Regions from separate parts of the Hordeum vulgare genome. Here region 1 is linked to region 2. Evidence: chromatin contacts called from public Hi-C data. All regions are on one chromosome and are shown on one strand. Each heading gives the region's core, a stretch centred on a gene start, on an enhancer-like site or on the middle of the called end of the contact. The rest is flanking DNA. Distances are from core to core; before and after follow the strand shown.

Region 1 (5,786 bases), core at 3,265-5,764, 370 kb before region 2:
AGCACGCCCTACAATAAGCACTATCGTAACATCCACCCAGTACCCTTCGGCGGCTTGGCGGCACTAGCAAAGGATGCATACATGGCCCCCGACTTTATAGCACCTCGACGCAAGAGCAACTCCACCACTCCCCTTGCAGCATCACCTTCAAGCGTCGTCAGCGAACATCGCAACAGCAACTCCATCGTCCTCCGCAACATCACCGACGCCATCGCGGTGTCACCTAAAAATTCACCTCGACGCATCCCGAGGACTGTCGCAACATCAACTCGAGCATCGGGTGGCTGCTGTAGCAATGGCGGAACCCACTCTTGCAACATTTTTTTTTGAAACGGAGGCATTGCCTCATCTATTAAATAAGCAGAAGATAATTGCCGAGTTAATCACGAAAAACTAGGCAAAAACCGATATAACAAGGACCTAGCCCACTCCCTTGACTTACACACTCCGGGCAAAGCCCACCCTTAACGACGACACGTCAACCTACGGCCAAACAACACAGCTCCGACTCTGACGGAGAACTCTGAAGGACAAAATCAGGCATGGCTGGCGCCACGAAAGATTGCCGAACGGGCTATCTGCAAGTAGTCATCGTATATACCGAGGGGCCCTCCGTCGCAGCTTCAACTCCACTGCAACAAACAAACCGAGGCAAAGTCGTGAACACGCCGAAGAAGAGCCGACTACCGCAACCATTGTCGCGTCGCCGACATCGCTCCCACCATCATCGTTGCCACAGAAGTCTGGACGCCACACCCGCCACCAACCACCGTCCACTAGTCCCGTTCACCGATGTCAAGCTCCCAAAACGAAGCCTTCAAGAGGGAACACGACACCAAGGCGTCGTCATCGTCCGATCACAGATCAAGGTTTCCCCCAGAGAGACCAAAATGGCCAGATCCGCGCAGGAGGGGTGGGAGAACAAGCAACGATGCCTCCAACCACGGCCACAACCACCGCCATCGCTGGTCACAGCACGAGGCCAAGACATGGTTTTCACCAAGCTCCACACCACCTAAGCCGCACATCATCCTGCATTGGCGTCAGCTAGCCCACCAAGCCTCTTCCCGCGCTCTCCACCTTGCACCAATGCCGACTGCAACACTACGCGAGACTAATGCAGCCGACGGTACCCCCATGGTACCTAGCGGCCGCCAGGCCTAGATGAACACCACACCTCCGAAGCCGCCATGACCTAGACTCGAGCACCACCAGATCCAGATCAGGGTCAAGGGTCCCAGGCCGCAGCCACCGCGGAGGCAGCATGACTAGACGACGCATTCCTCTCCAGCCCGCTAGAGGACCGAGCTCCGCCGCACCATGCCGCCGCCGGGAAGCCTGGCGCCCCCGCGAGGAGAGAGAGAGAGGGACGCGGCAGGAAAGCCCGGGCAGTGCCGGCAGCAAGGGGGAAGGAGGGCCGACGACGGAAGGAGCAGGGGTTCCCTCGAGTCACCTCAGAGAGGGACGCGGGTTGGGGTGGGGAGGCAGGACTCTTGCAACATTGGAGTGTCTATGGCTGCCTTGGAATGGTGGGATCGGCTTTCCAGCATCGCATGTCCCACTTGCAACATTCGCGGACAACCTTGTTGTGTCCGCATGTCCCACTTGCAACATTCGCTGACAACCTTGTTGTGTCGAGCGCGTTTGGCTGCACCAGCAACGTGGACGATTTTGATATCTTCCAAGTAAAATAATTTTGTTGTATATTTTCTCTTTTTTTGTTTTATTGGTTTGTGTTTTTGCTGAAAAAGTTTAAAATGTCTTATCAAATTTTAATTAGAAGAGAGGCATGGCATTAGGCCAGCGGTGATGGCGTGCAGGGAGTGCGGAGGGCCAAGCAAAGGCTGCATGCAATGATCAGCAGCACGATGCGCAACTGATTTCTGAAAGTTATCAGCCGGCTGATTATAACACTTTTCATTAGTACTTTGTTTATTACAGAAGTTGAGGGGAATCCCAAAGTATAGTTGTACACTAAGATTTTTAACGTAGCTCAGGAAATCGCTAAAACACCCGCAACAGGCCATAACAAGGGGCTGCCAAGGCTGTAGTGAAGAGAAAAGGCTACAGCACCATATAATCACCTGATAGACATTCACAAGAATCTTCAAATGCACACATTTGATAAACGAAACAGTTGACCCAAGTAGAAAATTTCAAATGAGGGTAGCAGAACTGCATGCATAACAAAGGTTTACCAACCAGGTTGTACTAACACAGAGTTACCAAACTACTTAAAGACAAGAGGAGGACAGAGGTTTCCCAAAACTGATGGCGCACAAAAGCTCTGATCTCTCTTAGTATTTGATCGGGGCCAGGATCTCCAGCTGAGTTCCCAACTTCTCCTCGGCTGCCTTCTCGGCCTTGACGCGGAGCTTCGCCAGCTGCTTTCTCCTGTCGTACGAGACCTTGGCCTTCTCCTTCCTCTTTTCCTCCAGCTCCTGAATACAGGCCAAAGAGCGATGAGAAACGATATGCACAAACATCAGCACATAATGAACAAAAACTGGCAACAGGGGATGTACTGTAATGATAACAAAAGACTAGAACTAAAGAGCCTCAGAGATCTTGGTGGTTGAGATCATCAAGTGGGATAAACCCATCAAGAGTAGCAAATATTTTGATAACATCACAGGCTCAAAAGAAAATAGAACACCAGCAAAACTGCGGAATAAAGATGCAGAGAGTTTAACTGAAACCCAAAAGAGAACAAAATCTAGTAAGAGCACAAAAAGGCATGATCTGTCAGAAGTAGTTGGTTGTGATAATCATTTAGTATCAGTGGGAATCCGAACGATTTTCTTCATCACACAGAAGCATGTAATTGTACCCAATAGAAGACAGAGAGTAACAAGGTTGCAACCAAAATAAGGAGTGCATGTACAGCCAGTCATATAGCAATGCAAATGTAATTCAGGAGATGCCATGATCCGTCAGAAGTAGCTGGTTACACTAATCATGAAATATCAGTGGGAATCCGAACGATTTTCTTCGTCACCCAGAATCGTGTTAAACCAATAGAACACAACGAGCAGCAAGATTCATAACCAATGTTGGATTACAGTCAGTCTAAAGCGGTAAAAACGTCCAAATGAAATTCAGGAGATGGCATGACCCGTCAGAAGTAGCTGGTTATAATAATCATGAAATATCAGTGGGAATCCGAACGATTTTATTCATCACCCAGGTCATGCACATCTTGTCAGCTAGCAGAACATAAAAGAAGCGGATTCAAACTGTATTGCTAAGAGGTTTGCAAAATACTAAGAAAGGCACGTATTGCCAAATGATAAAAGAGTACAAATATGCAGATATAATCCAAGAGATGGCATGATCTGTCAGAAGTAGCTGGTTGTAATAATCATGACAAATCAGTGGGAATCCGAACGATTTTATTCATCAGCCAGATCATGCACATCTCAGCAAGCATGAGTACAACTAGACCCAGTTCTCATCAATGACTGCAAGCATGAGCAAATAAAATTCTTCACGGTATAATAAAGCATGATCTGTAAATGGCTTCTAAAATCCGTGGGCATCAGCATAAACATTTTCCAAATGCAGAACAAATCATTTATCAACAGGGGAGCATATATGACAAAAATCTGAATATCTACTAGAGTACCAGCAAACCAGAGTGAACTTTCATTGAATGATTAGTACAACTAGACCCATTTTAGTATAGCAGGACCGTAACAATCGAACGCTAGCAACTAGTGAGCACCGAAGAAAAAAGGAAAGGAAATAGCTTACCCTGATGGTGTCGGCGTAGTTCCATCCGACCTCCTTGGAGAGCTGGCCCAGGAGGCAGTACCTGTGCCCGGGCTGCAGCCTCAGAACCCTGCAATATCACAAGCAACGTCAACACCAAACATACATATACGACGTACGCAGAGATCTAGAAGACAGTCGAACGCCGACGTACTTGAGCGCGTCGGGGATGACCATGCGCTTGGTCCTGTCGTACGGCGGCGGCACACCCTCGTACGCCTTGAGCCTGGCAAGTGCGGCCTCGCCCCTCGCGGTCTTGTGCGGAATCATACTGCAGAGCGCCACCAAGCAAAGCATCATAAGAACACACAAACCCAAATGGGAACGGCGACATAAGTACAGAGGCGGAAGCGACGGATCTAAGCGGCGGCAGCGTCGCCGGCGACGTACCCGCGGATGGTGCGCCAGAGGATCTTGGCCGGGGCGCGGAAGTGGATGGGGCCGTGGGATGGCTTGGTGTTCATCCTCTTGCGGAGGAAGCGGAGGTACTTCATCTTCTGGCGGACGAGGCCGCCGGACATGCAGATCTCCTCGCAGCGGACCACCACCACGCGCTGCCCGTTGAGCAGCTCCTTGGCGACGATCGACGCCAGGCGGCCGAGCATGTGGTGGCGGGCGTCCACCACCACGCGCTTGGCGCACACGCCGGAGCCGGACACCATCTCGCCTCTTACCTGGCGGCGGCGGCGCAGCTACTAGGGTTTGGAGTTCGGGGGGTGGAGGCGGAATGGAGAGCAGTGCGGCGCTTAGGGTTTCGTATTTATAGATCTCCGCGTTTAGGGTGTCTTGCATGGGCCAGTTGCTGGGCCGCTCCCGTCCGGGCTGTAGTGTTAAATGGGCTAGGCTTATTAGGTTTAGAGGCTTTACGAGTTTAGAAAAGTTTATTCTGCGCTGACGGGCTTGCTGAAGGATTTTGTCTGACAAAGATATACTGTACGTTTGTGGGTAAAAAAAAATGCCAAATGTTTTAAATAAAGTACTGAAAATATATTATCTATGAAAATGAAACTGGTGACCTTCAAAAAGACAATGTCATCCTAAATAAAAAATCAAATGTGTCGAGGGAGGAATTATTCGTACTCCCTCCATCCATATATATATAGGGCCTAATGCATTTTTCGAGATTGCCTTTGACTATTGATAAGATTAATAGTATATGAATTATATAATGTGAAAATTATATCATTGAAAGCTCATTTCACGTACGAATTTGAAGATATGCTTTGTGTAACTTGCATGCCATATATTATTGCTCTAACATATGATCAAAGTTAGTCTCGAAAAACGCATTAGACCCTATATATATGGAAAGAGGGAGTACAAAGCTTTTTGTCGATGAGTTAAATGGCTGATAATAGTAAGAAAAACAAAGAGGCTGGTTCAATTCTCTAAACTAAATTATTATTATTTTATATCATAGAAGATAAATTAATTAAGCTTAAGTTTATAATTGTTCGATTGCGCTATTCTCGTCTGTGTGAACATAGCTTTGCGAACGATTTCATGTTCCGCAAATTATGTTATTGTCTAACTAACTCCTAAAACACACATAGAAACATTGCACTTGCCGCAAAGATGAATCTATACAATTTTTTTTGTAGATCATAACCAAAAATAGAAGGAAAAAACATGTATGAAAGCAGTTCAAAAACATGGGACAATGGTACTACGTAGCAATACTACTTTCTTGAAGTGGTGTAGATGTTATCCAGTACTGGATTTTTTTAAACAGTTCAAAACTAATGGGATAAACGCTGGAGTAGTACCTTTAGGGCTCACGAGAAAATGGGTGCAAGATATAAAAGAACAACACAGAACCACATCAGTGCCTAGGTAGGGAAAAACATAAAAAAATAAAAACTGAATAAATATAAGGCTTTCCAAAAATTCGAGTCACCGGTACAAAATTCATTCATATTCACATCCGTACAAGTTATAACTGTTGGTGCCCAAAAATCCACGGTAAAATTAGTTTGGAGGTCAGGTATACAACAAACATGCGACAACTTCCCCTC
Region 2 (5,512 bases), core at 590-3,089:
AGTGATTTGCATGAGCTCGCAAAACCCACGTTCGCCATATGTTCATCATTACCCCCCTTCCGAGACTGTTGAGTTGTCTTCGCCATATGAAAACAAGGTGCCATCCAAATTCCCTACAATTGCAGTCCATAGGAAAATACCAAATCAACATGTGAGGTACCAAACACGCTCCATCTACCTCCTCACCGAGTGTAGTTAGCTCAACAACATTGAACCCATGGCAATTCACCGAGGCTTGCCTCATGTGTCACCCATTAGCTTGTGATTTCACTGGAACCAATTCAAGTTGTGGATATTGTCCTCTGTGAAGCTTGTTTATACAAATTAAGCTAGATAGCCAAAGAAACATAACCTCCACACCATCTTGAAAACTCACATCACATTTGGTGAGAGTTAAAAATGATGGTAGTGTAGAATTTGGTTCTTTGGAATCAACATCCCGATATGCTCCTTTATCAAAGATGGTAGAGTGTAGTCTCTACCCCAAGGAAAAACAATCTCATAAGACCACATCTCTTCCTTAATCAAATTAGAACCTCTTGAGCAAATGGCACGCGTCCTTCCATATCCCAAAAACACTATTTCTTCGCCAACACGGTAGTTACATGTGGCATGGAACCTATCAACCGTCTCTTGACGTGGTTGCAACAAGATTCGTCTCTAAAGGAAATGCCATCTTTAATGGTGGTGTGGCGGTTGAAGTTAGACAACAACCAAAGGAGCTGTTTGTTATAGGTATATTTGCTCTTTGATGGATTGGAAGATGCACATGTTGGATATAGCCAGATCTAGCCTTACATAGTCAACGGCGAAGCGTGGACCAAATTGAAGAAGGGGTCTCAAAGGTTAGGGAGATTGAGAAGCCGGAAGATCAGCAGGGTTTAACACTAATGCAAGCTTATCCTTGCAATCTTCATCATGCAAGGGGAGGCCAGGACCCTCCTTTGTCCTGCAAATGATCTGCCTATGTATGTAGTGTCCTCCAACCATTATGAAAACTAGGCTGGAGAGAGGTGACACAAGCCATGCCTATAGGTGGAGGCGAGAATGATGAGAGCAACATCCTGAATGGCAAGACAACAATATGGTAGCAGAGCATTGGCTGAGGCGTGTGTTGCCCAGTGCGACGATGATGTCTTCAGCACCAATGTTTTTTTTATGTTTTATGTGGATATAACAATTATACCGTTATTCTCACCTATAGGGCGACCTAGTTGAACACTACTTTACCAAGTTGGTTCCTTTGAGAAGCTTCTTGTACGACACATTGTACGATAGGACTTAGACCAATTTATAGGTCATTCAAATCAAATTATAGTCACATCATCACAATCTTAATAGAAAGATCGGTATAGGCATAGTCTCACACAGCAGGGAGGGGCACGCCGGGGAGGGGGTCTCTCTCGTGTGTGTGTGCGCGCGCGCGCGCTCATGGGCGGTGCCATGCTATTTGGACACCAAAATTTATCAGATTTGGCAAGGTTTGTTGAAGCAGAATTGAGCAAGGCCAGTACTTTTGCTTGAAACATGTGCTACATTTTGGCATCGGACTTTGTCACATTTAGGCAAAGTTTGCTCACGCAGAATGATCTCCGAGACCGACACCCAAACACCCGCTCCACGAGCGCCATAGGCGGGGGGTGGCAGCCCCTGCCCCTGTCCCAGCTCCCGATGAGTGACATGACATCCATCGCCCAATAGGGAACAGCTGTACGAGCAGAGGGCATTTCAGTCCAAACCACCTCGGAGGTTGGGCCGTCACATCTGCTCTTTCCTCGCGGGGGAGAGGAAGGGGAAAAAAAAAAGGCGCCCCCTCCCCTCCCCGCGATATAATTCCCACCGAGGCGCGGAAGGAAGCGTCCGTGAGGGAGCACACTCGCAGACGGAGCGCGTCTCGTCGCAGTAAAAACTGGGGAGACGGCCGCGGCCGCACATGCTTTAAGTCCCACTCCCACCACCACCACCACCACCTGCTCAGTCGCCGCAGATCTCCAGCTCCCCCCATCATCGGCGGGCGCGGCCGCATTCCTCGCCGTACGGAGCGAAGCGGGGATCGGTGGGTGGGTAGGTGCGGCTGCTGGGGAGTGTCGGTGGGGTAGCGCGGGAGGAAAAATGGCGCCGGTTGGTGGCGTCGCCGGGGGCTCCAGATCCGCGGCCTGCTGCGCCGTGCTGCTCGCGGCGGTGCTCTTCTTCTCCGCGCCGGCCACCACAGGTTCGGTTCCTCCCCTTCCCGCCCAACCCCGGCCCTTCTCCCCCTCTCTCGTGCCTCGTCGTCGTGCCTGGAGCCGGCGAATCTGTAGTTCTGTTCACGGATCCCGATCGCCGCGGAGCATCGCTGAGACGAGGCGGTCGCACGCTTCTGCCATGCGCGCTGGTCAATGCCCGCTCCCGTTTAGTTAGTGCTGTCGGTGTCGGTGGCTTCTAATTTTGATCCCACTGGGTTACTTCCGTCCGTTCATTTCGAGCTTGTCCGAGTTCTGAAGCTAAATTAGGAAGCTATCCATAACTGTGAGACGGGCGATCTGTCGAGCTTCCCCGCTGCCACTCTGCTGATTCTTCTTCACACTTGCTCGTGTCGAGCTCTGTGGCGGTAGATCTGTCCAGGAGGGAAGGGGATCAGTAGAAACATGTCGATCAATTGTTTTGCTGCTAGAAAATATCCGGCGGGCAACTTAAGCGGATAGATCCTGCAAATTGGAATTATGATGTAACCCTCTTTATTTAGTGCGTCTCACCTCTTTGTTACTCTTTATTTACTATACTATCCTGCTGAAAACATAGTATCTAGTGTGTATCACCTTCTTTATTTAGTTTGTTTCCATATATATGTATCTAATATATGCACCCTTTGTTTGTTTGTTCACGCAGAGGCTTATGATTCGCTGGATCCAAATGGCAACATCACGATAAAATGGGATATTATTTCGTGGACTCCGGATGGTTATGTTGTAAGTAGCACCTCTTCACATCAATAGCTTGCTAATGATGTGTTACAAAATTTGCAGTAGCCACTCTTCACATCAACAGCTTGCTAATGATTGATTACAAATTTTGCCACAAACAATATAGTAGACACTCTTCACATCAACAGCTTCCTAATGATTGATTGCAAACTTTGCCGCAAACTACATAGTAGTACCAAGTACAATTATCAGCAGATTATGGATATCTTGTCACACTCTACCTGTATCATGATCTTTATTCCAAACTTGTCATGTGCAGGCAACGGTCACAATGTTCAACTACCAGCAGTTCCGACACATATCTGCGCCTGGGTGGCAGCTAGGGTGGTCGTGGGCAAAGAAAGAGGTCATCTGGTCGATGGTGGGGGCTCAGGCCACTGAGCAGGGTGATTGCTCAAAATTCAAGAGCGCCCCTCCCCATTGCTGCAAGAGAGATCCGACGATCGTCGATCTTCTTCCAGGCACCCCATTCAACCAGCAAATTGCCAACTGTTGCAAGGCAGGAGTTATAAAGACATTTAACCAGGACCCAGGAAATGCTGCTTCCTCCTTCCAGATTAGTGTTGGTCTTGCTGGGACTACCAATAAGACGGTTAAGATGCCAAAGAACTTCACCCTTAAGGCCCCAGGTCCAGGGTACACATGTGGGCGTGCTCTTGTTGGCAGGCCTACCAAGTATTACTCGTCAGACGGGCGCAGGGTAACCCAAGCTCTCAGTAAGTTGCCCACTATTGCTCTTCAGTGCTTGCTCTATATTGCTTGAATACTTTGCGCAAATGCATTAGCAAGCTAAACCAATTGAGCTAAACAAATCCTACTATCACTTCTGCATTCTTCTGCTCCTTAATCGTGAATGAATGTTATGTTATAATATGTGTAGGATTAGTGAAAGACTGGAAAGGGTAAATCCATGTAAACAAGAAGTGATTCATTTTCGGAAGGGGGATGAGTTCATCACCTGGGATCGTTGTTAGCTGATATTTATTTGAAAACAGGCCACCGCTAAGCCTGACAATATCTTAACGAGTTTTGTTCACTTGCAAATAATGCATGTCAAATGCAGGAAACATCAGATTGGTTCCATATATGTTTTATGCTTTATTGCTGATAGTGTTCTTTATTTAGCGGGTATTAACAAAAGAAATTCTCTATTGACAGTGTCGTGGAATGTAACCTGCACATACTCCCAATTTCTTGCTCAGAAGACTCCGACCTGCTGTGTATCTCTCTCATCGTTTTATAATGACACTATTGTGAACTGCCCAACGTGCTCTTGCGGTTGCCAAAACAATATTACTCGTCCAGGAAGCTGTGTAAAGTGAGTTAATAATTATTACTCTTTACTATGCTTCATATTAAGGTTTTAACTCGCTGCAGATTCCTAATGAACCCTATCCATTTTACAGTGACAATTCACCTTATTTACAATCTGCCATCAATGGCCCTGGCAAACTAACCGGGCAGCCTCTTGTCCAATGTACGTCCCACATGTGCCCGATAAGAATCCATTGGCATGTGAAGCTCAACTACAAGGACTACTGGAGAGTGAAAGTCACCATCACAAACTTCAACTACCGCATGAATTATACAGACTGGAACTTGGTTGCCCAGCATCCTAACTTCGATAATATCACAAAGCTGTTCAGCTTCAATTATAAGCCACTTACACCATATGGAGGCCGCATAAGTAAGTCACGGTGTGAACTGTTTTAATTAGTTTCTGACTTGAGATGTCCCTCCTATCTAATGTGCTTATTCCTCTCATTTTCAGATGATACCGCAATGTTCTGGGGAATGAAGTTCTACAATGATTTGCTCAATCAAGCTGGTCCGCTTGGAAACGCGCAGTCAGAACTACTCATGCGGAAGGACTCAGAGACTTTCACCTTCCAGAAAGGATGGGCGTTTCCGCGGCGTGTGTACTTCAATGGTGATAACTGTGTCATGCCGTCTCCTGATGACTATCCATGGTTGCCTAGTGCAAGCCCTCTAACAAAACAACCATGGACACTCCCACTCTTGGTGTTCTGGACTGCGTTGGCTACTTTGCTGGCTTACTATGTATGATGAATGAGACCCAAGAGATTCAGCGAGCTTCAAGTCGCTGTCAGGTTCCATGATGTGCGCGGCAACAGGTCATTTGTTCATTCAATTCCACGGTTGCATAGAAGAGACGGGTGTCGCGCTGAGGAAAGCTGATATGTTTGTGTTTTGTAAGTTAAAAGGGGCTGGAAATGTTTTTCTTGTTTGGTATATACTGGCCATGGAAACTTTGGTGAACTTAGTTACTGCAATTTAGGTAATTACGGTTGCACCTTCTGTATTTTATAGCAGACGCAGACATTTAATTTGAATCATATGACTGCCTTTCTTTGTAGTGATTGTATGGGTTACATAATAATGTTTTTGTATAATTTGTGAAACTGAGAGGATGCTGTTGGTTGAGATAATCTAGCATTGTTTTTACCGATCCCTCTGGTTTTAGAAGCAAGTGTTAGAGATAACAAGAATCAAAAGAAGCACCGGACAACACTCATGCTAGGCTTCAA

The links. Hi-C and Micro-C count contacts between places; a contact is called where the count stands out from the background.
Region 1: a contact with region 2 is called in a Hi-C map of seedling, with 2.8 times the contacts expected there. The contact joins the promoter of LOC123452290 here to the promoter of LOC123452279 in region 2. A contact is called at or near these places in 2 of 6 Hi-C or Micro-C datasets (leaf and seedling).

What each region holds. Positions count from the first base shown.
Region 1 is chr5H:529,075,066-529,080,851 of MorexV3_pseudomolecules_assembly, reverse strand. LOC123452290 (60S ribosomal protein L13a-4) reads right to left here and starts at 4,514. Exons shown (of 4, transcript XM_045128922.1): 1 at 4,162-4,514; 2 at 3,926-4,042; 3 at 3,754-3,841; 4 at 2,101-2,441. The coding sequence starts at 4,433. The coding sequence ends at 2,298. It overlaps LOC123452289, which reads right to left. Exons shown (of 8, transcript XM_045128921.1): 8 at 5,659-5,786. It overlaps LOC123400500 (a small nucleolar RNA gene), which reads right to left and starts at 2,638; the gene lies at 2,556-2,638. It also overlaps the pseudogene LOC123400530, the pseudogene LOC123400531, the pseudogene LOC123400533 and the pseudogene LOC123400532.
Region 2 is chr5H:528,702,310-528,707,821 of MorexV3_pseudomolecules_assembly, reverse strand. It overlaps LOC123452279 (COBRA-like protein 3), which reads left to right and starts at 1,839. Exons shown (of 6, transcript XM_045128913.1): 1 at 1,839-2,212; 2 at 2,869-2,948; 3 at 3,223-3,679; 4 at 4,122-4,281; 5 at 4,370-4,650; 6 at 4,735-5,340. The coding sequence starts at 2,113. The coding sequence ends at 5,030. It also overlaps the pseudogene LOC123452281.